Linked DNA regions of Mus musculus: region 2 is linked to region 1. The links are chromatin contacts, called in public HiChIP or PLAC-seq maps. All regions are on one chromosome and are shown on one strand. The core of a region is the stretch at or near the end of the contact, and the rest is flanking DNA. Distances in the headings are between cores, read along the strand shown. Region 1 overlaps Prkca (protein kinase C, alpha). Region 2 overlaps Gm36709 (a long non-coding RNA gene).

Region 1 (4,530 bases), core at 868-3,367:
GAGTGCCATAACTATTATGATCTCCCAAGTGAGAATCGTTGAGGAGGAAACGGTTTGAAACAAACACTAAGCTTGTGGGTCTGCTGCTGCAGCAAGGTTAGTCATTAGCAGCGGTGTTAAGAGACAGAACTGTTCAACGCCAAGCCCAGCCTCTGCTTTTATCAGGTCTGGAGCTGAGATTTTAAAATTACATATGCACGGGACCTCTTAAAAATTAACATCCCTGGGAAGACTCGGTGCTGACAGCTTTTCTCTATGACCCAGATGCTACTTGCGTACTGTGTGGCGTGCCATGAATCATATAACCCAGTTCTGATGAAGTGTGTGTGTGTGTGTGTGTGTGTGTGTGTGTGTGTGTGTGTGAGAGAGAGACAGACAGACAGACAGACAGACAGACAGACAGACCCTCTCTCCTCCTTACTGCTGCAGTATAGTCTGGTCATTTTCCTGACCCTTGCTAAAGTGTTCTCCCCTTTCCTACTTCTGAAGCTCAATGTGTGTACTGAAATTGAACCCTGCATGCCTCCTCTGCATCGTTTTGATGCAACGGAACAGTGAGATTCCAGAGCCGACCCCTTGGGAAGCGTGTAACCAGGGTAAAGGACCAGGTTCATTGCTCACACTCACAGCTGTGAATCTCTCAGAGGTGCTAGGCCTTGGTTTTATATTCCTCAAGATGGGAGACTTGCTAATCCCTGGGTGGGCTCACGGATAAACAAGAGTGAACCTACAGCATCGGAAGAGCTCTCCAGTGAGAGGGAGGGGTGGCCATCTCCATCTTTATGTGTTAGTGTGCTGGTGGCCGGTCTATGCTCTGTTTGCAGTTATGAGCACGTGAGACTTCAAGGCCGCTTTGCTAGGTGGAATGGGTGCCAGTGTGAGAGAAGTCTGCCTTTAGTCAGGAAGCATTCCAATGAGCAAATTACCTGACAGCGTGGCATGCTTAATGGACTTCAGGGCATTTTCAGGGAAGGCCAGTGTGCCCTCCTGTGGAGACCAGGCTCTCTCCAGGGCCCACACCAAGGCCCTCATTGGCACACAATCATAGCAGCAGTTAAACCCTCTTATCATCTAGACTGTCATGAAAAGAACAGTACCCTCCCTTCTGACCGCTTCAGCATGTCTCTGTTCACAGGCAGACGCACTAGGATGGTGTCTCCGGAGCTGAGTATCTCCCGTCACTGCGTCACTGTGTCACTGTGTTTCTGCACCACATCTTCCATCTTCACACTTTCACTGGGTTTGGGTCTGTTTTATGACCCTCTGCTCTCATTTCCTGTTTGTTTTGTCTGTTCAGACTTCTTTCCCTCCTGGAAAGCGGCTACCTGGGCAGGCATATCTGTGATGTCAAACACATGCTTCAGGCGCGAAGTACCTTTCTGTTCCGACTGAGGGGGCCAAACGATGTAACAAGAAAAGCAAATGCTTCTTGGGGTTCTTTTCCGTGGTTTCATGGAACCGTTCGATCTTAACAAGAACTGTTAACTTTCAAATGAAGTTTTTTTGTTTTTCTTTTTGTTTGATTTTTTTGTTTGTTTGTTTTGTTTGTTTGTTTTTTAACATCAGAGAACTACACTGTGTGTGGATCATTCTTTATGTGAAAGCTGAGTTTCCTGGCCCTGGGTGGAACAGACCAGACCTGGCTCTAGGTGGCACCAATTAAGAAAGAGTGAAATGCAGAAAACAGGTTTTGAAAAGGCCACCACACTTGGAAACAGAAATACGCCATTTCTCCTGCAAGGGTGAGGGGTGGGGGGAGGGTGCTCAGGAACAGGGAAAATGGCATAATCAATTTAATCAGGTAAGGCTGCCATCTCTTGAGAAACCCAGCTTGTGCCCCTCTTTCAGTCAGGGCATCACTGAGCTCCAGTTTGTTGCCAGGAAGACGAAGTTCTTCCCTCCTGGGAATTCCAGGCCAGCAAACTTTTGGAAGTATCTGTGGCAGCTTGAATGCTGCTATTTAAGGCCTGATGAAGAGGCAGCTTGGAGAAAAACCTCAAAAATAAATACTCTGATTCATCATTGTTGTTCAAGCTTTCCAGCCATCAGAGCCAGCCCTGGGCTCCAGAGACAAAGGGTAACATTCACCAGGAGCTGTTCAGCCCAGTCAGGAGCCCTGGCAGCGGTGAGGAGGCGGACAGGGAGGCAGCTTTCTGCAAAACCCGGCTCGGGTTGGGCCGGTGTGGAAGGAAGGCTAGAACAAGACAGCCGTGCCGCTAGGGTTTTGCTCAGTGGAGGAGGAATGAATCAGCCAGAGATGGAGGTCCTCCCAGAATAGTGGACCATGTTATAATAGCCCCAGGCGGGCAGTGGATTGGGTAGCTGGCAGCAGTTAGTGGGGCTTCTTCAGTGTCAAGCAGCCAATGACAAAGTTCTCTGCTGTCTGCAGCTATGTAGTGCAAGGCTGGTGGCGCGGGAAAGTAGGAGTCTGGCATTTGCAGATGGCTGACACTGGGATGGAACAGGGGGTTAGACTGTGTGTGACCTTCTCAGCTGCTCTAGCTTCGGGTCCCTTACTCCTCTGCATCCTCATCTGCTGGAGAGACCCCAAACCTCCCGTGGTGTGGAGATTGACTATGATTTACATGCAGGTGTGTGGTGAAAGGTCATCAATGTCCTTCTGGTTGGACCTCTAGACTTGACACTTCTTGGGTGTAGTGCATTTCTCTGTCCCTCCCGAATCTCTTTTCCTGGTTAAGAAAAGGACAACCCATGTGTTGAGTGACCACATGGGCAAGGTGTGTACAGGTGTCTATGGGACTCCTACCAACATAAGAAGCAGATCTTCTTCTTCTTCTTCTTCTTCTTCTTCTTCTTCTTCTTCTTCTTCTTCTTCTTCTTCTTCTTCTTCTTCTTCTTCCTCTTCCTCTTCCTCTTCCTCTTCCTCTTCTTCTTCCTCCTCCTCTTCCTCCTTCTCCGCCTCCTCCTCCTTCTTCTTCTTTTTCTTCTTCTTTTGAAAATAATTAGAATTTTACTTGATTATTTATGAATTGCAACAGAAATTCCAATTCCTAAAACCATCTTGCTGATGTACTGCAGGTTTAGATGCATTTAAATACTTGTCACATTGGGAATACCAAAAGGGTCGATTGATATGATAGCTTTGGGTTGTAGAAACAACAACATAAGAAGCAGATGTTCTTACTTGTTCTCGATTGAGTTCACCGGTCATTGCAACGCTAGTTGCAGGGGATGGTGGGAGTTTATCAGAGACTGTGCAATGACTGTCATCTTTGCAGTGGCTCAAGTAAGGAAGTTTGATAAAGAATGGTGCAGAGAGTGGCTTTTAGAGCTAGGTTCTAATCTGCCGCATGCTGTTTTCCCACCGATGAGATAAGCAAAGTCGGCTGCAGATTGCAGTCATGGAGGTTCGTAGAGTATGCTCCTCCAGCTCCCCTCTGCAGGCTCATCTCCAGGCTTCTTAGACCGGCTACTATGCCAGGAGCTTCAGGGGGTGTGGCCCCTTGCTAATATTGTTTCCTCCAAGGCGTATATTGATTTTTGAAACAAAGAACAGTTGGCTGGGATCCAAAGCTAGTTTTTTTCCTTCTAGATCTGGATGTGGAAGAAAAATAAATACCTTCCATCTTCCAAACCAAGATAGCCCCAGAGAAGGCAGATGACTGTTACAGCCAAGAGAAGAAATTACACAGCCTGCTCAGAGCTGAGCTCCCAAGCCGCTTCTTACTGCTCTGGGGAAGTACACCAAGTCCATGTGGCCACCACTAGGAAAAGCCACCCAGGTTCTTCTAAAGTGACTGGGTGTACCAAGGAAAATTAAATAAAAACACTTCTCCTTAGTGTCACGGATACAGAACAGTGTCCTGGAAGTTGCGGAATGTCACAAGCTCTATAAAATGTACAGTGACATTGTTTAGAATATGAAGCCCTGCTTCTCAATTTTCACTTAACAACCAGAGTCCTGAGTGCAGATAAGACCCTAAAAACGCTCCTAGGCCCCCACAGCAAGCAGATTTTCAAAGATAGATTGACCACATTTGTTCTGTGTGCGGCTGATAATAAGCCACAGGGTGGAATCCCACAGCAGGGGCTGGTGACAGGCATTCACAGAGGCACTGAGCTCATGTTACAATTATTATGGTTCTATATAAAGCCACGGGGGGTGGGGGGAGTCATTTCATGCTCTTAAAACTTACTAGCTAACATTTAAGGAGTTTGTGCAGAGCAGGCTAAGCTCAAACATTTTCTCCTAAACTTAAAATTATTACAGATAGCCGTAAGGAAGTGTTCTGTGTAAGACAATGTTAAAAATAGGATTTTTTTTTTTTTTGGTTGCTTTTCTTAATGCCTAGGATTTTCATGATGTGGTTTGTAGTTCATTTCCCTCGGGTTATATTTAAATAGCATCATCCTGTGCAAGCTTAGGATGGGCTTCTGTGGGTGTGTGGTGGTACAGTGTGGCCTAAGGAGGTTCCCAGCACAGAGAGAGATGGGCAGATAGGAAATCATGGGCAAAATCTAGAGGTCACATATAATGGTACCAAAAGCAGCTCCCCCCCCCCCCCCCGC
Region 2 (4,530 bases), core at 1,112-3,611, 220 kb before region 1:
GCATGAGGCCTGTGTAAGCCACAGCCAGACCAAATCCCAGCTTGGAGAGCAGAGCCAGGCACCCCTAGCCCTGGAGTGACTGACAGCTGTAAACTGCTATGGAAGCAAGGGTCCATTTTCTCTAAGAGTGTAGCCCCTAACCCCCTGTAAGTCAACTGTACTCTAGTGAAGGACAACAAATCAAAGAACATTTTGGACAGCATGAATTGATCTTGAGGGTTTTTGTTTTATTTTTGTTTTGTTTGACACAAAGTTGGGTGGGTTTTAAAGTGGGGTGAATCTGGGAAGTACTGGGGGGGGGTAGTGAATATGATAAAAAAAAATGTACGAAACTCTCAAAGTACTAATAAAAAGGAAAGAAGCCATGGAGAAATGCTGCCTGCTGGCTCACTTGCAGACCCATCCTTGGCTAGTTTTCTTATACAGCCTAGAACCACCTATGCAGGGGATGGTGCCACCCACAGTGGTCTGGGCACTCCTATGATTAACAATCAAAATAATCCCCCTCAGATATTCCCCCTGGCCAGTCTGATATGGCCAACCCCTGGATCTCGAAGTCTTAGCTTACTCTGGGTTGTGTCAACTTGACAGTTAAAACTAGAGGGCCGTGAGTTTCCAAGTCTGTTCACCTGTTCTCAGGCATCACGGAGGAAAAGCGTGGTCTCTTCAGTTTTTGTAAAGGCAGATGGGGTCAATGGCATTAGTGGAGGAGAGAAGCAGTTTGTTGATGGTGTGGGATGCTATCAGGAACCCTTCTAGCCTATTTTTTCCCACCACAGCCACGGAGAAGTGGCTGCTGTCAAAGAGGATGGTGACTTGCTTGGGGTTGTCCAGTAAGCAAAGGACAGACAGGCTGATCTGAAGCCAAGTTTGTGGGTTCCAGCAGCTCTACTCTTTAACTTCCTCCTCCTGCCAGCCTGCCCTACAGTGCTCCTCTCTGCAAGAAAGCAATTCCCTAATGGCACAGTGTAAGAATGTCTTCTTGGCTCTCCATCCTACCACAAAGGAAGCCAATGCTGTTTCATTTTGGTTTTTTTTTTTTTTTCACTCCTGCAAATTTCCCATTCCTGGCAAATGGCTAGATGGCTTTTCTTGTTTTCCCTGGATAGAAAGCAATTTCCAATTGCTTTTCAGCAATCGTCGATTGAACACGCACCTCTGTTTCTTGTTCTCTCCCACACGGACAGGCTGCCTCTAACACAGCCCTATAGGACAAGGAGTGTCTCTGTTGAAGAGTAAGGCACCGTTTCCTGGTTGAAATTCAGCATACATGCCTCAGTGGTAAATGCTCTAACACGAAACATCAGGCGTGTCTACCTGCTGCTGTGCACTGCTCCTGGGGTGTTGGCCATAAAACTGAAAAACTTTCAAACTGCTGTGAATCAATTGCTTCACTCAAGACCCATGACATGTATGTTAACCAAAACAAACAAACAAACAAACAAACAAACAGAAAACAGAAAAATAGTCTGTACTAGCAATGGAGAAAATGAAGACACCAAGATTTGGTGGGAAGAATAACTGAATGGAGTGGAAAACCCAAGTTTGAGTCCAGGCTCTGTCTTTTTCTCTAGCCCTTTGAATCTGACTAAAGTAATTGATTTCTCTGAAGCACAGAATGAGGTTTTGGTGAAGATTGAACCAGACTATATTTACGAATGCTTTCTATAAATATTATGGGGCTAATGAGGTGGCTCAGCGGGTAAAGGTGCTTGCTATAAAAGTCTGGGAACCTGAGGTAAGTTCTGGAACTCAAATGAAGGTGGAAGGAGGGAGCCGACTCTACACAGTTGTGCTCTGGCCTCTGAATAAGTGTCCTGGCACATCCCCCCTGCCTCCCTCCACCACTAAATTTTAGGAAAGGTTAGGTTTGTCATTACTGTTTCTACAAAAAGGCTATAATATATGTTTCTATTTTCTGGCAGAGTAGGCTGATATCTGGAAGACAGGAAAACTTAATAGTATCTTTGCAAAAAGAAACAAACAAACCAGAAATCAAAGCATTGGCTTACAGACTCTATCACCTGAATAAAAAGACTATAGGAGCTCACTAAAACCACATATAAATCCCAGACAGCCTGGATGCTTTAAAGGGCTACATCTCCAATGCTGGCTCCACAGTGAAAAGTGGCAGATCCAGCTAGTGACTTAGTCAAAGTACAAATTCTCAAGTCCCACCTGGACCCATAGAATCTGGAACTCAGAAGGTTGCACACTGTAACCTATATTTAAGAGGTGCTAAGGTGAGATTTTGGTGGCTGAGGTATGACGGCTGCTTTAATACGAAGCCTCGGGGATAGAGGTGTCATTTAGCTGGTAATGTGTTTGCTTAGCACACGTGAAGTTTGAACTCTAGCACCTTGCAGCTGGGTCATGGTAGCACGTGCCTGGAGTGCCAGAACTCAGTGGGTAGAGGCGGGAGGGCTGGAAGTTCAAGGTCACCCTTGGCTACAAAGAGAATTCAAGTCCATCATCGAATATAAGAGACCCTGTTTTTTAAAAAAGAAAGAAAGAAAAGAAAATATGCAACCTCAGTTGGTCTTAGCACAAAGGAGGTAGGTTTTACTGCTCCCGAATTATTGTCCAGAAAACAGAGGAGGCTCAGAAGAGAAGTAGACATTATTCAAAGTCTCAGGAATTTGCTTGACTGCTACAAGCCTCCTTACCCCTCTGCCCACTGCCTTCTAGAAGGATTACGTGTCTAAAACAGTCCTTCCAGCAGCTGACTCAGTAAGCTGGCACACACTTCCAGCCTAGCCAGTTGAATGACCACAAGGTATCAGGAAGATGTGTCACTAAGCAAACAATCCCCGCAGAGAGATACACTGTGCCACAATGAGTCTCTGAAGCCCAAAGTTCCAGCTCTGGGGTGGGGCGAGGCAGGAGCGTTGGGGGGATGGGGGGATGGGGGGAGGGGGGGAGAGGGGGAGGGTGTGTGCCACAGGCGTTCCCCAGCAACCTCCAAGGGCATATCTTTTCCTACTTGGCTCTTCACTATGTTAAACAAACAACTACGTGGCCCTGACCTTGCAGAAGCCCCACCCGCACCCCCCAGAGTCTGATCTCAACCCTGCCTGAGAATCCAGGCTTACTGCTTTTCCAGGGATCTCCACTGAGCATGTGGGCCTCTCAGCTCTCCCCTGAATCTTGCCCATGTGGAAACCTGTGCATTCTCACCCTGCTTCAGCTAAGAGGAGCCCCAGAAATCTGGCTCCTCCTAAGACAGGTCAGACTCTCCTCTGCCCATCCTCTGCAGCTTCAGAGTCTCTGGATATGTCATCCAGTGTGCCAGAAAAGGCGATTAGGAGCCGTTCTCAATGTTTTATGCAGAAACCCTCATCTCCCCAAATGCATTTTCCATTTCACTTCTAGGGAATCCCCAAACCTACAGTGACAACAATCTATTCGACACTTCCACTATACCCATGTTGTGGAAGTGAGAGAGCTCCCCGTCATTCGGGAGAATGTCCTCACTGATCGCAAGTCTCCAAAGGCCTGGCTGGGTGAGGGAAAGGAACTTTTAGAAATCGGGGCTCTGTTCAAGCCACCAAAGAGCCTGACTGGTAGGTGTCTAGGCTACTCTCTTTTCTTCTGCTTCGAGCTCACTTCTAAGCTGACAAAGCAGTTGGAAGTACCGTGTTTCAGCCTGGATGAGATACCTCTCCAAAGAAAACAGGAAGAAGGGACAGATGACACTGGGTAGCAGTTACTAGCACTGGTATTTTAGAAAGCTACTGGAATAGTGAGTTGTGAGGTGAGAGATGGGGACATCACACAGACGATTAGAAGCTCAAGTGATCTGTGGATTACAGTGAGCAGTGATCTTTGGGAGGATGCGGTCACTAGAGTGCAGGTCTGGAGCAGAGGACAGCTGACAAGGGTTAAGGAAGAGAAGATGCAAGAACCAGGCTTCTCTAGAGTGTTTCCGAAGAAAGACATCTGGGCAGGCAGCTCAGTTGACAGAGTGCTTTCTCTCAGCGCTGGGTCCAGCAGAACACAAACCAGCTGTGGTAGTGCACATCTGTAATCTTTCTGAGCCATCTCTCCAGACCCCAGCTCCCTGTTTTCCAAACCCACAGTGTGATGCAGTACACACAGGGAGATCCCTGGAGCCCCCAGCTGGCCAGTCCAGCTAACTGATGAGCTTTTGGACTTAGAGGGAGGCCCTATCTCAAAATAAGGTGGAAAGTGGGCAGGAGACAGTTCAGTGGTTAAAAGCACTGGCTTCTCTTCTAGAGGACCCCAATTAGATTCCCAGTCCCACATGTTAGCTCACAAGCATCTGTAGCTACAGTTCTAGGGGATCTGACATCCTCTTCTGTCCTTAGATGGTACCAGGCGTGAATGTGGTGCACAGATATACAGATAGGCAAAAACCCATACCTGTGAAATTAAAAAATAAAATGGGAAGCAACAGAGCAAGGAACTTTGCATTGACCTCTGACCTCTAAAACAAGATGTTTGCTCCACATACATTATATATGCACCATGGGCACATGGAATTCCTGCTTCCATCTAAGTGTGTAAAGT

The links. HiChIP or PLAC-seq counts read pairs in DNA pulled down with a chosen protein or histone mark.
Region 2: a contact with region 1 is called in a FOXA1 HiChIP or PLAC-seq map of pancreatic cancer cells. The contact joins two enhancer-like sites. A contact is called at or near these places in 12 of 39 promoter capture datasets (the 3T3-L1 cell line, 3T3-L1-derived adipocytes, the C10 cell line and 8 more), 10 of 484 Hi-C or Micro-C datasets (3T3-L1-derived adipocytes, CD8 T cells, the HPC-7 cell line and 5 more), 11 of 115 datasets of contacts at active chromatin or transcription factors (the NIH/3T3 cell line, a beta-TC-6 cell line, embryonic basal ganglia and 8 more) and 3 of 9 other capture datasets (adipose tissue, embryonic stem cells and liver).

Annotation. Positions count from the first base shown.
Region 1 is chr11:108,148,183-108,152,712 of GRCm38.p6, reverse strand. All of the region lies in intron 3 of Prkca (protein kinase C, alpha), which reads left to right. Among named protein-coding and RNA genes, the nearest start is that of Gm11655, 22 kb to the left of the region's middle. Within about 2 kb of position 2,117, at least 122 of the 459 cell types and tissues checked have an H3K27ac peak or open chromatin away from gene starts, as enhancers often do. A contact at or near this core is called in pancreatic cancer cells, where this site is marked.
Region 2 is chr11:108,363,637-108,368,166 of GRCm38.p6, reverse strand. Gm36709 (a long non-coding RNA gene) reads left to right here. Exons shown (of 4, transcript XR_880267.2): 4 at 1,188-1,337. Among named protein-coding and RNA genes, the nearest start is that of Gm36709, 15 kb to the left of the region's middle. Within about 2 kb of position 2,361, at least 67 of the 459 cell types and tissues checked have an H3K27ac peak or open chromatin away from gene starts, as enhancers often do. A contact at or near this core is called in pancreatic cancer cells, where this site is marked.